Linked DNA regions of Mus musculus: region 1 is linked to region 2. Evidence: chromatin contacts called from public Hi-C data. All regions are on one chromosome and are shown on one strand. Each heading gives the region's core, a stretch centred on a gene start, on an enhancer-like site or on the middle of the called end of the contact. The rest is flanking DNA. Distances are from core to core; before and after follow the strand shown. Region 1 has its middle 26 kb from the start of Gm30761. Region 2 overlaps Med27 (mediator complex subunit 27).

Region 1 (4,885 bases), core at 572-3,071, 200 kb before region 2:
TCAGGGGCTGGCAGGACTCTGGTTCCATGGGGATGAGGCCTAAGCTCTCCAAGCTTGAAGCCGCATCTCATTCTCTGGGCATTGCAGTCCCCCACTGCTCACCTCTTGGGAGGCATCTGGCATCTCTTTGTCCCCCGCACTGTGCCAGCCTTCTGGGCCCTCTCCTCAGGTGCTCCTCGCTTCATGGCCTTTCCACCTGTTGTCCCCTCTCTGAGAAGCTGCAAACTGTGAGACATCCCTTAGGGGTCAGGTCTTTGATGAAATGTCACCTCCTCCAGGGGGTCCTCCCTGACTCCTCGGACCAAAGCTTTTGACAATGTGCTATTTTCTAGGCTTACTGTAAGAAATGACCACGCACACTGGATGGCTTAGAACAATGGCGATTTTGAAAGGTTTTATTTTATATGTATATGTATATGCAGTTGTGAGCTGCTATGTTAGTACTGGGAACCAAACCCTGATCCTTGGCAAGAGCAGCTGGTGTTCTTAACTGCTAGGCTGTCTTTCCAGCCCTCTCAAAATAGCAATTTATTTTCTTAGTTCTGAAGGTAGAAATCCAAAATCAAATCAAGATGTTGACAGGGCAAATCAGAGAGCTTTCTATGCCCCTTTGTTGGGCTCAGGCTTCTGTAAGCCGCTGGCTACTGACTCTATCACTCTGCTGCCCTCCCTGTTTCTGTGTGGCTATTCCTCTGGTAGGGGTGTGTGTGTACAAAATATACAATATTGGTCATGAATGAGAAAGGTTGGGAGACACAGGAGGAACCCAAAAAGTAGTTTAAAAGTTCAGATTCTCTGAGCTTAATTCCAAATGTCTTTGCTATCCAGTCCTAACCTGTCTTTACTGCACCAATGCCAGCACCCAGGACTCAAGAGGTTCTCCATAGATACTGATGGGCCAGAGGGATGAATGTATGGATGGGTGGGTGGATGAATGAATGAATGAATGAATGCAGCAGCCTTTTTTGTCTGCAGCCATAGAAGCTGATGTGTTGTTAGACCCTGCATTTCCCACTCGGCTCTGCTCGTACCAGCCTCCATATGCGGTTAGGTCATTGATATTCACAGAATTCTTTCCAGCATTGATTACTGAGACAGAGCACCCCTCCCCCAAACCTCGTCAACTTTCCTGCCCCTCCCCACCAAGGGAGCCTCTGTCCAGCCTCCTGATTAATTCCCTTCCATGAATGTTCTGATGAAACTGTGTGCTCACGCCCGCCGAGCAGCCTCCGTATCCTGGATCATTTCAAAGCTATTTTGCTCTTTGTGGCTTGTATTCATTAGCTGTGGCAGAGGTCATGAGGTCCGGGCCGGCTCGGTGGGGCCACCTCTGAGCAGGCAGTTTCCCTGGAAGGGAAGTTCTTCCTAGCCTGCTGAGGGTGGAGAAGGTCATGCTGGCCAGACCTGGTGGCTTGAAATCTGTGAGAGGGAGCAGGCGCCTGGCAGGAGAAAGGGTTGCTCTCAAAGGAGCGAATATTAGACTGAGCCACATGAGATTTCTGATATGCAGCCTTTTGTGCACCCATGAAAGCAGCAGGCTGGTGGAATAGAGTCATCTGAAGTACAGAGAGGGTGGGAGGGAAGGAGTGGGGCTCTAGTAGGCAGGTAGCTACAGGAGTGGTCCCTGTCTTGTGGACGGTGGTTTAGGGGTGCTCTTACAGGAATGGGGGGGAAATTGCCAGCATTTGAAGCATTGGAGCCCAGAGACCTGAGCTCTGGAACTTGTCTGTGGCTTGGGACTGCAACTGGGTGTGCCCTCCACCCCCACAGCATAGATTGGCCATTTTTAGTTCAATGTGAGGCCATGGCGCTGTCCGTGGTGCTGAACCCCTATTGGCTGGGCTCAGATGTGGGGCTTATGCTTGAGTGCCACGGAAGACTGTCTACCATCTTTCAGGGAGTCTGGAGCCCAGAGAAGGACGTGGCAGAGGACAGGGGTCAGTGTGAAAGTAACCTCTCACTCCACAAAGAAACAACTGCTAGCTGTCTCTGGAGAGGGAGCAGTTTAGTATACTGCCATTACTAAACTATTATCACTCTGGGGACACATGCTCTTTCTCTCTATGTCCCTAATGCCATCCTAAAAGCAAAGGTGAAATCAGTCATGGGTCTTCACCCTCTGACTGTACCTACCGTCGTTCCTCTTGCCTGTAAGCTCTCTGCAGGCTGCTTTGTTCTTGTTGCTGTACTCCGCTGCCCTGCCTCATCATCTGACCCCAGCAGTCCCTGCCTGGCCACACCTTTCCAGGAAGCCTCTCTTGACTACTTCATTCAGCCCAGCCTGGCCTCTCATTCCTCTGACCCCATTCTGACCTCAGAGCTAAGTTTAGCAAGCAACACTTTCCAAGGCATTCTTTCTCAGCTCTTTCTTTCTCCCTCCCTCCCAGCTGCATGCTCTCAGGGGACCTGGCTCTTGCTTTCTCTGTCCTTGCAGCAGAGCCAAGGCTGCTGTGTGCGTGGATATCAGCAGCAGCACCATCAGCCACCATGAGTGAGGGCTACTGCTGTGTAGGCAGTTTCTGTGCTATTTCTCACTGGAGACTCACAGGGAATCTGCAAAGCTGGTCCTATTGTGTCACCGTCATAATAGGAGGCCCAGAGGGATCCAGTAACCTGCCTAAGCCATAGAGGCATGAGAACCAGGGTTCAACCGAAGGTCTGTCTGGCCCCAGAGGCCAGCTCTTAATCACCAGCTAGTCTCTCTGAGGCATGGCAATGACCCACAACTGAAACCCATTCTGCCACTGACTTGGGGTGAAATTGTGTCACCGAGGGACCAGCATTAGAGAGTGGGGGGAATCATGAGTTTTTACCGGGAGGGAGCTGAGAGGGCTGTATTATTTTCCTTTCCTGAACAACATTCTCATACCTTAGGAATGGCATTAATGTCCAAAACACTTATTGAGCGCCACTGCATGCCCTGCATTATGAATTATGATAAGGACTGGGTCAGATAGCCACAAATACAACACACACTGACCCATTAGTCTATGATAGAAAGTTTAAGAGAGAGAATTAGAAAATAATAACACAGCTCAGATCCAGACCAGGGACCCCACCAATAGATGGCACTATCTTCTATGCTTTCTTTTGAAAAGACCCTGGTGTATTCTAAAAGTGGTACAGACTCCCCAGAGACAAAGGGACATTCAGAGTCGTGGGTCTGGACTTTTCAGGAGATGGTGAGTCTTAGACACCACTTATCAAGGGACTGCTTGGCTCTGTGAGGGTGTCAGCTGACATCATTTACCCAAAGACTGAGCTAGGCCATGCATGATTGTATGTGCCTGGATGTTATACATGCATATGTGTATCAGTACATGTGTGTGCATGTGTATGTGTGAATGCATGTGCACATTTATGCGTTTGTATGGTCACATGTTTTTATAAGCCTGCATTTCTTTTCAATTAGAAATATATTGATGCTGACAGGGAACAGGCACAGCAACACGAAGTAATCATAAGACTACTGAGGCGTGGATGCCTGATGGGGAGATAAGATAAGCGGAAATCAATTCTTTCCTGGATCTGCGTGTGCAAAACTCCAGCCAGGCAGAAGCGCTGCTTCCTCTGAGTAGCTCTGGAGCAGACAGCGTGGAACACAGGTTCCCTGGACAGTGCAGCTCTCAGAGTCTGCAGGGTGGGTGAGCAGAGTAAGCAGGGTGTTCAGCAAAGCCTATTCACTATCACACACACATACACATATAAACATACACATAGACACACACACACAGACACACATATAAACACACATATATATACACACAGACACACACACAGAGACATACACACAGACACACACACACACACATACACATATATACATACACATAGACACACACACAGACACACACACAGACACACACACAGAGACACACACACAGACACACACACGGACACAAACACAGACACACACACACATATAAACACACATATATACACACACAGACACACACAGAGACATACACACAGACACACACACAGACACACACACAGACACAAACACAGACACACACACACATATAAACACACATATATACACACACAGACACACACAGAGACATACACACAGACACACACACAGACACACACACACAGACACAAACACAGACACACACAGAGACACATACACAGATACACATACACATACACACACACACACACACACACACACACACACACACACACCCCACTCCCTGAGATGTACCCCTCAGGCAGTTTCTTGTGCTAACCAGGCCTTGTCTTAGCCTGTCCTAAAGCAGCAGGCTTCATGTTCTGACACCCAGGCCCCAGTTCCCCAAGCCCACCCTGCATCTTTCCCTCAGGGGTTCTCACCACATCAGAAAACCCTTAGTTTCTAAAGAACCACTCTCCACAGCCTTTGATGCTGCCCTTGTCTCCCCCAGGTCTTCTGGAGAACAAAGGAATAACTGAGTGGAACTGGTCCCTGGTGTCTGCCCTGAGTCAGGTTCCTGTTGATGGGGAGAAATTTGATGGCTGGTTTACTGGCTTTCTCTTCTCTTTCTCTGCAGGAAAGTCCATGCCCGTAGGCTTCCTGAGAGCAAGAAGAGCCTCTTAGTTGCTGCCACTCAAACGCAGGGTCCTTCTGCCCACTCAGTAAACACCGGCAACGACTGCATGTGGATACCATTAGAGTTTAGGGGATCAAGCTGTTGTCAGATCTTTAAACAAAAGCTTGGCCTGGGATCTGATAGACTATGCTCTGATAAAAGAGACTTCAAGGCAAATCCAGATGCTGTCATTTACCGGCTATAAAACCCTGAGCAAAGCACTCAGAATCTCCTTGCTTTAGTTTTTCTATCTTTAAAATGGAAACAACCGGAGCGTAATAGGTACTTATTGCTACAGCAGTGCTATCTAACAA
Region 2 (4,481 bases), core at 1,185-3,684:
ACACCTCCTTACTCCGTCTCTAACAAACACTGAGCAGGTAGGCAAGATGCAATAATAAATCTTTGTGCATCTGCACAGTCCCCAGTTGGTGCCATCCTAACAGGAAAATGGAAGATTAGAGCTTTAAAACAAAGGTTGACACCTGGCTAATAATTATGTTACAGCCAATCTCCTGTTCCAACAAGAAATGAGGGTGCTGGGTCAGATGACCACCAATCCTCTCTTTAAAACTAGAATCAAAAGATCCTTCACTGGGCCCACAGCACTGTAAAATGAATGATTTTACTATAAAGGTAAACAGGGAGCTAACCCGGCGGCTGCGCGTCTTTGCCTTTGTTAGTCCCAACAACCACACGGAGAAACCAAGATTTAGTTCGAGCTGCACCTCAATATCTAATCTGGCTACCCCCCAGCAGTGATCCCAAATCCTACCAGCAATCAGGGCTTCAGGGGTTTCTTCTCACTGTGTCTTCTTGGACTCTCTCCACCTGGAGATGGTAGCCCATCTCAATCTCTCTCCCTGTTTCTCTCTTTCTCCTCAACTAAGCTGAAGAGGTGTGACCTCAGAAGCACAGGGAAACCTTGTTCCACCACTACAGACAGAAAAGCCAACAGAGACACAATGAAACAGGGATGGGGGTCATGAGGCCCAGAAGCCAAGACCCACATTAGAGTTGCCATTAGGAGTCATACATGGCCTTCCCTCTAGTTCCAGTAAATGCCCAGTAAATGTAACCCTTACTAAAAGAACTAGCCATAGGTAAACGTGAGCCTCAGAATGCATGCCTAATGGAATCCAAAGCCAACCAAGTCAAACAGGGTTAGAGGGCTGGTGCCGGTCTGGGGAGAGGAGGCAGGCCTCCACCATAGTGCTGTCTGATTTTAGGCTTCTGGTCTGTCTTCCCTGACCCTCTGCATCCTCATCTGGCAAACCAACAGGGACTGCCATGCTCAAAGGAGTTGATTCATAAGTCCCCAGGGAACAAAGGTCAAACACAAGAGTGCGAAATTCGCCCTACTATTATTAATTACTTCCACGTGTAGTTACCACACTCAAAGGTGTGGAAGTGCTTGTGGTCCAGGAGGAACCACAGTTGGCACAGACCACACCCACACTCTGTATGGTGATCCAGTGGTCTCTTACACCTGCAGCCAGCTTTTTCCTGCCTGAAATAACCAGGAGTAACTTCAATGGGTCCTCATCCAGCCTTACTTAGACTTGCATAAATGTAAGCCAATGAGAAGGCTGGATTTCGTTTCCTAGAAACCAAACCAGCAAGTGACCAGCAAATTAAGCCAGGAACAGGGCTTTTCCAGCAGGTGGTCCCAAATCAAAAGACTTCCCAAGTTTCTTCCCTCAGACTCACATTGTTACCACCTCCCTTTAGTCAGCATCTCCTTGAGGACAGCAGTGGAGACTGGGCTCAAGAGAATTGCCCTGGGGAAAAACTAGCTGCAATGATAAGCTTTTCGTGATGAAGTTCGAGGCTGTTGAGTTTCTTGATATGAGTGCTGGGAACTTAACTTGGGTCTTCCGGATCCAAGCAATTGCTCTTGTTTGCTGAGTCCTAAGAATCTTTTTTAATATCAAGAATTTAGTCTTGTACAGAAATGTTATAAGGAAAAACCTTCTATGAAACCAAGTGAAAACATGCTGAATGTGTTCATTTCAAAGTCAGACATGACACATGGCTACAGGTACCACACATCTTTTCCATTTTCTCAAGCAGAGTGTGTGTGTGTGCTGGTTGAGGGACTGGTCTCCCTCTTCCTACCTCCAAAAGCAAGGCTCATTGCTCATTTCTCTGTAATCTGGGAGCTCACTTGAAGGTCATTGAAGAACAACAGCAAAAATACCTACCTCTTCACAGCTTCAGTGAAACTGCCTAAAAAGCTAAGATTGCATAGCCAACCCCCATCATCAATAAGTCATAATTCACTTATCCTAAAACCTGACATGGCAATGTCTCCCACCATCAGGGGGTTCTGAGAATTATCTGGCCGTGTCTTGCCTTCTCTGGTGGTTTCAAAGCAGCACAAAAAGAATGGCATGGCCAGGCGGTGGTGGCACACGCCTTTAATCCCAGCACTTGGGAGGCAGAGGCAGGCGGATTTCTGAGTTCGAGGCCAGCCTGGTCTACAAAGTGAGTTCGAGGACAGCCAGCAGGGCTATACAGAGAAACCCTGTCTCAAAAAAAAAAAAAAAAAAAAAAAAAGAACGGCATGCCTTATAATCAGCAAATGCAGTAAATAAAACAGAACCAACTTTGAGGGTGCCCCCACATGCTACTCGCAGCCCCTCCCCATGCTTGCAAAGAACATAGGAACCTGCTCTAGTCCCATTCTGAAAATCCCACTTGACTCAAAGACTGAAGCAGCAGCAGGCAGCTACAAAACCTTACAGCTGGGAGAAAATGGAATTGAACTCACAGGCAAAGATAAAAGAGCCAGTTCTCTGCCCGAGAGACAGACGAACGGGATCAGAATCCAAAGCAGTGCTTTGCTTTTCTCAACAGCTTTTAACTCAGACTAGAGTATTCACTTCGGAGCGTCCGGTATCTCGGGGAAGACAAGAGAATAAGAAACACTCTCAAAAAGACTTCGGTGAAGAGCTATGGACCAGCATGGGGCTCAGGAGGGGAGACAAGCTTCCAGTTTAAACAGTAATTTGTGCATAATTATCCTTGCAGGTTGATACAAGATAGTTAGATTAAATAAATTAATCAAAGTACAAATTGTGCTGGCAAACTCCAGTGCCTAGCATCTCCTAAGGCCAATCTGCCAACTGCTCTGAGGCCAGGCCTCACAGTCACCAAATCAGAGCTGACAGCTAATGGGAGGAAGAGACACACTACCTCTGGAGCCTGAGAGGCAATCTGAGGGGCGGGCCTAGGCGGGGCTCTGCGAAGCCAAGACAATAGAAACTTTAAACACAAGGTCCATTACAGCCTGCACTCCCACAGTCATTTGCACATGACGATGGAAATAAATCCTCCAGAAAACAGCCATTAATATGCCTTGGCCAACACAGCTCAGGCATCCTATCTGTTGTACGGTGTTCCTGGGACACTTGATTTCCCACACCCTACCCCCTTGCTCCTACTGTGGGTAACACAGGTCAACACTCTTAGCACAGACATCCCAGGAACACATCTCATCACTGCACTGGTAAGAGCTAACATGCCCATTCTTTACCAGTGTTAGCTCCTGGAATTGTCACCAAGCCCTGATACAGTAAGAACCATGATGCCCCTAGTTAAAGATGTGGAAACTGAGAGTCAGAGCCACACAGCCTAGCCAGGGTCACGTGTTGAACTTGCTCTCCTTGCTGGGCTACCTGAGGAACTAGAAAAGAAGTCCATTTTCAAGGTAGAAAATCATTAACAAAAGCAGTTAAAATATTGATCTCTACTTGTTTTTGGTTTTGTTTTGACATGACTTGATTAGTGTAAGAATGGTATGAGGAGGAATCCGGTCTCTGCCATGAAGCCAGACGGTAGAGCATGACCCTGTGACAGACACTACATCCAGCTCAGGAAGCTCTTTCTCCGATACCAGCCAGGAGAGTGGCACTTTCAGGGGAAAGGCACTGCACACCGCTTGGGCGTGCTGGTCCATCCCCAAAGCAGTGGCCCATGCCTCTGTGGAACCTTCAGGACACGCTTCCTGCTCCTGCAGAGCCTTCATTCAGTGCTTCCTAGTGTCATGTACTCTGCCAATCATGTATTGCTCGAGATTCCAACTTCAACATTTTGAAATATTCCTTTTTCCAGAGAAAAATATCCTGAAATGTCACATCTCCTAACAGCTGTTGATACTTTGGCCATCTTCATCGACTAAATGACAATACCAAACCCTTTCTGACAGACAACCATTCCCATAGCATTAAGAGGTATTAAAAGAAAAAGAAAAGATGGGCGCAAAGCAGCCTGGGTGAAGTCTTGAGAGACACAGGATGAGCCTCAACTTTGGAAATGAATTCTCTAGCAGAGAGAGGAAGCCAGGGCCAATAAGACGAGGTCATCTTACTGCAGTACACTTCTGTTGCTCCTGCCCTGAGCCTACAGCAGGGTCTTAGGCAGCCCAGTGAGATCCAGAAGGGATGCACTGATGGAACTGGGATCATGTCTACATCTATAGATTTGTTTGGAGAGTAAGTTTTTTACATGTATGCTGATAGTAGTTTGCAAGTTAAGTTGATTTGTCACAGAGTGTGTGCGTGTGTGTGTGTGTGTGTGTGTGTGTGTGTGTGTGTGTGTGTGTGTGTACATACCTGTGGAAGCCAAAAGACAACTTTAGATATCATATGTCACTCCTCAGGTAGCACTTACCTTGTTTTTTTAAGATGGGATCTCTCACTAACCTGGGACTCACCGAGCAGACCAGGCTGGCTGGCCAGCAAGCCTCAGGGATCCTCATGTTTCTGCCTCCCCACTGCTGAGATTACATGTATGCACTACCACATTTGGCTTTCTAAAAAA

Evidence for each region. A called contact is a pair of places that touch in the nucleus more often than the background predicts.
Region 1: a Hi-C map of the N1E-115 cell line shows a contact between it and region 2, with 3 times the contacts expected there. The contact joins two enhancer-like sites. A contact is called at or near these places in 1 of 39 promoter capture datasets (the SN4741 cell line), 1 of 15 datasets of contacts at CTCF or cohesin (stem cell-derived epiblast-like cells), 9 of 484 Hi-C or Micro-C datasets (the N1E-115 cell line, cerebellum, cerebral cortex and 2 more), 3 of 115 datasets of contacts at active chromatin or transcription factors (differentiating embryonic stem cells, embryonic basal ganglia and embryonic stem cells) and 3 of 9 other capture datasets (adipose tissue, macrophages and pancreatic islet).

The regions. Positions count from the first base shown.
Region 1 is chr2:29,570,712-29,575,596 of GRCm38.p6, reverse strand. No RefSeq gene overlaps it. Among named protein-coding and RNA genes, the nearest start is that of Gm30761, 26 kb to the right of the region's middle. Within about 2 kb of position 1,821, at least 46 of the 459 cell types and tissues checked have an H3K27ac peak or open chromatin away from gene starts, as enhancers often do. A contact at or near this core is called in the N1E-115 cell line, where this site is marked.
Region 2 is chr2:29,367,349-29,371,829 of GRCm38.p6, reverse strand. The region is part of intron 2 of Med27 (mediator complex subunit 27); the gene reads right to left. Among named protein-coding and RNA genes, the nearest start is that of Med27, 23 kb to the right of the region's middle. Within about 2 kb of position 2,434, at least 6 of the 459 cell types and tissues checked have an H3K27ac peak or open chromatin away from gene starts, as enhancers often do. A contact at or near this core is called in the N1E-115 cell line, where this site is marked.